2 separate regions of the Hordeum vulgare genome follow, and region 2 is linked to region 1. Evidence: chromatin contacts called from public Hi-C data. All regions are on one chromosome and are shown on one strand. Each heading gives the region's core, a stretch centred on a gene start, on an enhancer-like site or on the middle of the called end of the contact. The rest is flanking DNA. Distances are from core to core; before and after follow the strand shown.

Region 1 (4,542 bases), core at 1,128-3,627:
TTTTATATGGTTCTAACGCTTCTTAGTGCAATCTGCTCAACTCAGCTTATGGGACTTGTTGGCGCCAGGAAGCTTCTTAGTGCAATCTGCTCAACTCAGCTTATGGGACTTGTTGGCGCCAGGAATCTTCACGAAATTTTGGAACGGGCGCTCTTGTATCACTATAACAAGACCCCGACACTGATCAGGTCATCAGGAGCTGGCAATGTGTAAACTTGCACTGCTACACTGTAAAAGCATGTCACAAGCTTAGCTCTCTAATTTTTAGGGTTTTCTATTGCGGGATATTATTTAGGGCATTTCTGATCCGTAGAATTCGTAGCAACAGTACAGGAATGAAGTGCCGTGTCATTTTCAATACTACAGGATTAGCATGTGAGCTTGATTGTGCGTGTGTAACACGTAAAAATTTGGTGTCACGGTCACCGCATGAGGTTGGAGTGGGTGAAAAATTTCCAACGAAAACTGGTAGAAACGAATTAAAATGAAAAATTCCAATGGATCGCAATCCTACGAATCAAACAGTTAATGTAGGAAAGAAATCCTAAGGATGGGAATCCTCGGAAACTTGCTTTAGAAATCCTTGGAAGCAAAGAGGCCCTTTTGTGGAGTACGGCGTTTTGGAGCTAGGCCTCCGTGGAGGCCGATTTTTTTGTGGAAAAAATCAAAATTAAAAAAAAATAGTTACAAAAAACTAAAAAAATATACAACTAAATAAGGATGTGATCTGTGTGTGAGTAAAATTTCAGGTCGAAATACTTTGAAACGCGACTTGTACAAAAAGACAAATTCATGGTCTGAAATGATGAATAGTAACATGTGTTAAAAAGTTCTAGATTTGTCTTTTTTGCACAGCCCTTATTTCAACGTATTTTGTTTTGAAAATTTACACACTTGCGTATTATACCTTCATCTATCTATGTATTTTTTCAGAATTTTTTTAAATATGAAAATACGAATTTTTATGAAATCTGAAGTTTGAATTTAAAGGCCTTCATGGAGCTTGGGAGCCAAAAGCAATTTCCACCCTTTTGTGCGGGAAAATAATTTGTGGGGCAAAGGATAAAGCAGTCACGTGGGAAATGCATTTGCCACTCCCCTAGCAGTTATGAATGTTCAGAATTTCGGTACTCTGGGGCAAAAGGATAAAGCAGCCACGGGTGTGCACTGACAAAGTCCATCGGCAGCAGTGTCAAGCAGAAACAAAGTCCATCGGCAGCAGTGTCAAGCAGAAACAAAGTCCATCGGCTGCCGACAACTGATGAAATCCAGCAGCACAATCTCTACGAGACACAACCAGCAGATGTTAATCCTATAACCCAGCTGAGGCCTGAGGGTAGTCGCCAGCAGATGTGAATTTGGCCTGGTGATTGTCATCATCGCCAAATTCACGAAGGGCCCAAGCAGCAGTCAGTCAACAACACGAAATCCAGTTTACCTAGGCATTCATTCACGATTCAGCAACGAACTGGGAAACTGCTAGCAGCAGAGACTCTCGGTCTCAGCTCACCGGTGGCAGTTTGTTTCTGGTGTCATCCGTTGCTTGAGCATCGCTGCAAGTTTCTAGCGCGGGAGCGGGACGGATACATTATTCGTCCATCAGTCGTTATTACTGAACTTCACCTACTGACCCAGCAAAAACACATACAGGAATGATTTGACCATACAATTGGTTGTTACCAGGGAAGTTTCTATAATACAACATAACACTCCATATGATCCAGGTTCTTAACTCCGTGTAATAATATCCTTGGAGCTGGAATCGATTCTTAGCTACATACATACACGGACACATTATATTATTGATGCAATATGATCCAGCAAAATACTCCACCTACTACTCTGACCCAGCAAGCAAAACACACACACACACAAAACGAGCAGCATCCGCCGTTCTCTGGATCCAGCAACCTTGGCAATCAATTACAGTGGTTACCTAGGAAGGGTCGTCGTCGCGGCAGCGGGTGATGGAGTCGCAGCCGCGGGTGTAGGGGTTAGCGGTGGTGCTGACCCGGCAGTTGTAGTATGGCACCCCCGGCCTAGAGCACGGCACCGCATCCCCCCGCAGCGCGTCGTAGCTGATGTACCTCCTGCCGCCACCGGTCTCCCACAGCAGCCGGCCGTGCGCCGCCTCCGAGCCCATCTGCGCTGCCTCCACCCCCACGTCCATGTCCATGTCCAGACCGCCGATGGTGATGGCGCCATGGCCTCCTCTCCCCCGCACCACCAGCAGCAGCAGCAGCACGAGGAGGAGCAGCGGCAGCACGGGGGTGGCCGCCCATGGAGGCATTGCCGGAGCCGAGATCTCGAAGAGTGGAACAGTTGCTGTGGCTGGATCTTTTCTCCCCGGTGAAAGAGTGGTGGAGTGGAGTGGAGTGGTGGAGGCGGCCTTAAATGCAGTGCCACTGCCGACAGTCGTCCGTTGTGTCCCGTGGCCGTGGGGAACGGGCCCGTGGGGTTTACCATTTTCCGTCCTTGTCTTTTTACCGCTGGTTTTTCTTGGGAGCTGAGAGGGTGTTTGTTTCCACACACTTATTGGTTTAGGGACTTAAAAAAGTCCCTAAGGGCATCTCCAATGGTTGTAAGATAGTTGTTGGTAATTTTGACACATAGGATTTTTGATGATGTGTCATTGCAATAAAGGAGGAAAGAGAACAAGGTTGTATGTAAATTAACCAACACCCTTGCACAAGCTCCAATGTAGAATGAGAGAGCACCTTATTTATTACCTCACATCTTATTGGGCAAACTAGATACAACCCATTGAAGTAGTTGTATGTTAAGGTGTTGGCTGATGACATGGCATATTTTACCAACAAGCTAACCAACAAACTGTTGGAGATGCCCTAAGTCCCACCTAAACCAAACACAGGGGACTTATTGGGACTTATTGTGATGATTTGGACTTATCAAATAAGACTCTCAGGGAGTAGCTTATTGGGACTTATGCTCGTTGACCCGCGTCGTTTCCCGCATCGATCAGTGCCCCCGCCCCACCGCCCTACCCCGCGTCGCTCCCAGCCCCAATCGCCGCCGCCCAACCGCCTCGCATCGCTAGCCGCCCCGTCGCCGCCCGCCCCGCCGCCGCCCCACCGCCCCGCATCGCTGGAGTAGCCGCCCCGTCGCCGCCCCGCCCCATCGTCGCCCCGTCCCCCCCCCCCCCCCCCGTCCCGTCCCGTCGGCCTCGGCTCGTCCCCCCGCCACCCCGTCCCGTCGCCCGTTTCTGCCTCGGTTAGTCCCGTCTCGTCGCCCGTCGCCCCGTCCGCCCGCTGTCCCGTCTCGTCGGCATGTGCGATGCAATTTCACTGATGATTCGCTAATGATTCACCCAGTCTGTGCGATGCAATTAAGCCGGTCATGTGCGATGCAATTAAGCCAGTTTCCTGGTGATTCTTGCTAATATAATTAAAAGATGATTCATCTAGTTTCGTTTGTATGAACAAGTGTTATGAACAATTGTTATTTCGGTTGTCACTATTCTGCAATTCATTTGTATGAACAAGGGTTATGTGAACAAGTGTATTATTAGGTGCAACATGAACTTATAAGTCCATGTAAACAAACAGGTAGAGACTCGGGACTTATAAGTCCCTGTAAACAAACAGGTAAGGACTTATGATTTATAAGTTGGGACTTAAAAAAAGTCCTAAGACTTATGAAACAAACAGGGCTTAAATCATTAGATAGTAGGTCCATCTGGCAACAAAGCCTTTTTTGCCACCAAATCCGGCGTAGTACCTTTTTTTTCAAACAGAATCCGGCGTACCTTCCTCCTCACAACAAAGGACATTATCCAAACAGTTTAAGAGCAGTATAATAGTAGTAGGCTATAAGCTCGTTTACATGGAAATTTTGCTTATGTGAAGAATAGATGCATAAAAAAAGAAAGATGGACTCTTATGTAATAGTCTAGCTATATGCGGGTTCCTAGTCAGACAAATGTGAACAAAGAGATAGAGAGTAGATGAGAAAAAGTATCAGCCTTATAGTTAACATAGTTGTAGGAGTGAATGTATGTGTTGGCTATAGATGATGTGTCAACATCTTAGAGCCAGCAGTTGGCTATATTATTAGGCGACTGCTACTAATTTATCGGCTGATAAGTGTTAAACTTAAGCCGCCTCGCGAGCCCTCCGATTATTGTGATTTGGACCCAACCTGGTCGTCAGATCCGGTCAACGCTCAGCTAGCTGGATGTCGCTGCTGCTTCATCCCCATGTCGCCGCAAAAATGCTTGGATGCGTGAGCGCCGAGGTGGCCCTCCTCACAGCAGATCAACGTCGTGCCCCGCTCGATGCTGTCGTCCTCGACTTGTGGCACCGCCAACAGAAGCGTTCGCTCATTTGCAGCGACGCCGTCCTCGTATGAAGCGTCGGCGGTAGCAGCGTCCGCTCCATTGCAGCGACGCCGCGCCCGCGGCAGCAGCGTCGCCATCCTCGTATGCAGCGCCGACAGCAGAAACCGTGTCTGGTGGTGGGAGAGATATGGACGGTGAGGCTAGAGAAGGAGAGAGCTAGCAGATGGCAACAGACCGACGGTCAA
Region 2 (4,440 bases), core at 881-3,380, 150 kb before region 1:
AAACCCAGTAAGCAGGGTTAATTCTAGGTTACATGAGAATAAACAGGGACTAAAGAGCAAATACATAGTGGGATAGACGAAAACAGAACTAATAAGGAGAAAGCAAATGGTAACAATTTTTTTTAACCCTCCAATTAAATGAATTGCAAATCGCACAGGTACTCACGTTGTTCCAGCTACTCGGGTACTGATGTGGGTGATATTATCCGGAAATAGTTTGGCCAGACCAAAGTCCCCGATCTTAGGTACATAATTTTTGTCCATGAGTATATTGCTAGCCTTGATGTCTCTGTGCACGATCGGTGACGGGATCTCTTCATGCAGGTATGCAAGACCTCTAGCAACACCAATGCATATGGAAGACCTTACGCTCCATGTAAAATTAGCAGGATCGCTGGTAGAACCTGCGGAAGCACAAGGTAAACTGTCAAGTCACAAAGAAAATGATCATATTAATATAGTCACATAATAATAGGTTCATACCCAGCAGTGCACGGTCGAGGCTGCTGTTTTCTAGGTACTCATACACCAAAATGCGATTATCTGCTTCAACACAACAGCCGATCAATTCGACCAGGTTAGGGTGCTTCACATTGCTGATAACATCAATTTCTGTCAAGAATTCTCTGATGCCCTGTCTGGATTCGGCAGAGAGAACCTTGACTGCAACGTCTTGCTTGTTTTGTAGGGTTCCCTGGAACATGGATATACTGATCAGCCAGATTCGAGCAAACAAGTTTGAGAGAGCAGTTCCCACATAATAGGGAGATGAAAATGTCACCTTATATACTATCCCGAATCCACCTCGGCCGACTTTATTGTTGTGGTTGAAGTTGTCTGTTGCTGATCTCAACTGCGCATGGGAGAAGAGCCTTATGTTCTTCTCCGCCGAAATGCCTGAAAACAGCAACACTCGGTAAGGACGTGTCGTTAATTATTTGTCCAAACTTTTGTTGAAGGATGATAAGTAAAGCGTAAACATGAACATTAAGCTTCGGCATATCTGTAATTGTGTATGGCTGCATGCATAGGGTATATTTTCCTTATAAAAAAAATATCTGTAGTTGTGTGGGAACAAAAAGCAACTGATGGAAGAATACTGCATGAAGGGCTGAAGGCATCACAAATTCATAACAATAAATCCGTAAACTCTGCCGGTCGACAGTGCAGTAAATTTCGCAACGCAAAGAGAAGTCTTACCGCTTATGCTGGTATTGGAGTGAAGAATCTCCTGTTGTCTGTGGGAGTAGAGATTGTGCTGCTGCTTCTTGGCTCTTGGGAGGCAACACCAGCTCATTATCCTCGGTTGCTATGGTGTCAGCAGTCCTCGTCAAGCTTGCAGGAACATTCAGCAAGGCGGCGCCGCGCTCTAGTCTGCCTGAACATAAGACAAGAGCTCAAGCCTGACGATTTCATAGAAACTGTAACTGCATGAGAGGCCAAGCTGGACTGAAATTTTATAAAGGATGAAAGTTAAGGAGAGGTCCAAGCTGGACTGAATTTTGTAAAAGCTGAAAGTTCAGGAGAGGGCCAAGTTGCAGGGAAGTTGATGACAGCACGCGTGTGGCTCTGTATGAAAGCCCGGCTTGGCTATTTTCTTCATCTTTTGGAGCAGATGAGGGTCAGGGGTCACCATACACCATGAAATTAACCTCAAACCTACTATCGTGGAAGCTTCTCGCGGATAAAAGAGAGAGAAGTGCAAGAAACTTGGGTCCAGGCTGCAGTTGAGCTTGGATCTTCTCCAGGCCGCTGCTGACAAGTGACAAGGGTCGGCGGGGTACCTGGCAGGCAGGCAGGAGAGCAGCCGGCTGGGCGGGGGCGGCGCTTGCTTGCTTGCTTGCTTCCTTGGTGTGTGCGTGTTCTTCCCGGGTGAGTCAGATCGGTGACGAGCGAGCGGCGGCGGCGGCGGCACGGCAGAGGCAGATGAAATGGATAGATGTTGGAGGGGAAGCTTAGGGGGAAGAAGGGGTGGTGGTGGTTGGGGGCTTCAGCTTGAGTTATGGAGTAGATCTCTCTCTCTCTCTCTGTAGCCCTCAGGTTGGAAACAATTATGCTGCGACTAGTACGACTGCAGGAGGGAGAAAAGAAGAGAAGAGAAGACAGGGGGCCGGAGACTAATCAAACCATCCAGATGATGATGATACAAAACTATTGGACAGACGCTGAAATAAATGGCTCAAATAAAAGAGAGAGACGGAGGAAGAAGGTGCCTCGCTGTCTTCTGATTAGTTATGTGTCTCATCCTTTTTCTTTTTTCTTTTTCTGCGACAAGTTATGTGTCTCATCTGATACTACTAGTAGCAGTAGCAACCGTGCAACCTCCGGCCGGTGCTCTGTTTCGTCAACACGCTCAGCGTGCAGTGCTTCTCAAAATCTGCTGGCTGGTCCAGAGTTATCGTGTGAAAGCCTGATCAAGCTAGCTGCGTCGCGTGGTGTGATGACCACCACGTTACGTAATTCTGCTGTATGCTGGTGCACCGCACGCACCAGGTCAGGTGGTCAGTTGCCAGGCCACAGGGGACACGGCCGCCGCCACCACCTCACCAAACCAACCGACGCCGCGTCGTCGCCATCGCCGGACCGCGTCCTCCCCCCCTGCTACGGCGGCCCCTTCTGCGCCGACCAGTTCGTGTGTGCGGGCGATAACTGTTGCTACGTTGGTCGTCCGGTTTTGCATCCGGCTCGACTCAATGCCCGCGCGTCTTGCAACCTTTTTTCCCCACGTTAATACGTGTTTTATTTACTCCCTTCGTTCCTAAATATAAAACTTTTTAAAGATTGCACTATATACTACATACGGATGTACATAGACATATTTTAGAGTATAGATTCACTCATTTTGCTCCGTATGTAGTCTTCTAGTGAAATCTCTAAAAGGTCTTATATTTTGGAACGAATGGAGTATATCATAAGAATCATAGTCACTACCACAACAACCATCAAAGTAAAAAATGAGGGATCAACATCATACTCGAGCTTGAAGCGGTTCCATCATTGATATACAGCTTTGCGGACCTTCAAGGTGGCTCGCCAAAGGCAAAACAATCACCGTTGAACGAATCAGACTGGAGCAACACCCCGAACACGCCATCGAACTCCAGATCTGACACCCCCACCCAACTAAGACGTTAGAGGAGAAAACTGTACCTGCCATCCACGAACCATGGACCCAGATCCACCACCTTCTAGATGCCGCTGATGCATACCATAATCTGCATCCGCTACTGGACTACCTCCCAAGCTCTACACCAGCGCCGGAACAAACGTTGTCGCAACGACGAAGCCCGAGGACACAGGTCCACCACCAGGATGTCATTGCCGTCATGCCATCCTTACTTGAACGGACTGATTTCCAAATCCATCCCGAACCATAAGACCGATCGCCTTGTCAGAGTAGGATCTAAAAAAATTTATTCAGCATCACTATCATCGTCGACGAAGCCGAGACAATGAACAACCTAAAAACCTAAACTACGAGAGTAAAAACCAAGCCACACGCGTTGATCGGGTGTCCCTCCTCACCACCTACGACCGAGGTAGCCAGCGGAGGGGAGCCGCCGAAGTGGGGCGGTGGTGGTGGACTCCTGGCGGCTGGAGATCGCCTTTCTTTCTTCCACAAAAAGAAAAAAAAAAGCGACCAACTCCTCTTGCGCATCATTTTGTTTGGTTGCCAAAAGATAGGGCTAGTGACAAGTATCTTTTTCTAACACAATACATACACAAGCGTTCATATAAACATGCATACTCTCATCCTTATGAATGTACAAATACACATCCTATAACTGTAAGCATCTCCGAGAGACTGGAGTAGGCGCCTCGTAGTCAACGAGAACGAACCATTGAACGCGCATCGTCAAAAATTCTGAAATAAATCAATCATATATGCGAGCATAGAAACTTAAACCCTCATGGATTGAGGACGCGCATTGTCCTTCTAACCATCCAACTACAAATTAATTTGGGCTTGTGATAAGTATTTGTTTTGACGGGGTTGTGACAAGTTTTATGAGAAACATAAGGTGTGGTAAGTTGGTTTCCAATAGAATTGATAGTCAATTTCTTTGGGCTAGCCCACATACTAGCGGGTCAATTTTGTTGGCACACACCAAACAGATACTAAAAATCAAAATATCTGGTAAGAACTAATTTATGCATTCCAGCAAATACAAATTGTTACAATATCTACAACCGGATCTCTCAAACCCTCCTTAAATCGTCCGAGCAGTCCGTTCGGTCACGAAATTGCGACCCGGACGGGCTTCTCAAACCGGCCTCAAACGCCCGAGCTAACCGGTACCCCCTATTTCCAGCCCAGATATGGGGGAGCCCGTGCATGCTCGGACACGCCCGCCATGTGGGCCTAACGGCTTGGCCCCACACGGACTCGCCGAGAAACCCGACGGTCTGACGGGTGCCTCGATCGCCGGTGCGGTGTGA

Evidence for each region. A called contact is a pair of places that touch in the nucleus more often than the background predicts.
Region 2: a Hi-C map of seedling shows a contact between it and region 1, with 2.2 times the contacts expected there. The contact joins the promoter of LOC123428330 here to the promoter of LOC123428328 in region 1. A contact is called at or near these places in 1 of 6 Hi-C or Micro-C datasets (seedling) and 1 of 1 datasets of contacts at active chromatin or transcription factors (embryo).

Annotation. Positions count from the first base shown.
Region 1 is chr2H:645,210,521-645,215,062 of MorexV3_pseudomolecules_assembly, reverse strand. LOC123428328 (protein RALF-like 33) reads right to left here and starts at 2,377. Exons shown (of 1, transcript XM_045112524.1): 1 at 1,646-2,377. The coding sequence starts at 2,290. The coding sequence ends at 1,937.
Region 2 is chr2H:645,362,561-645,367,000 of MorexV3_pseudomolecules_assembly, reverse strand. It overlaps LOC123428330 (putative serine/threonine-protein kinase), which reads right to left and starts at 2,130. Exons shown (of 7, transcript XM_045112527.1): 1 at 1,785-2,130; 2 at 1,201-1,374; 3 at 782-897; 4 at 484-694; 5 at 167-404. The coding sequence starts at 1,297.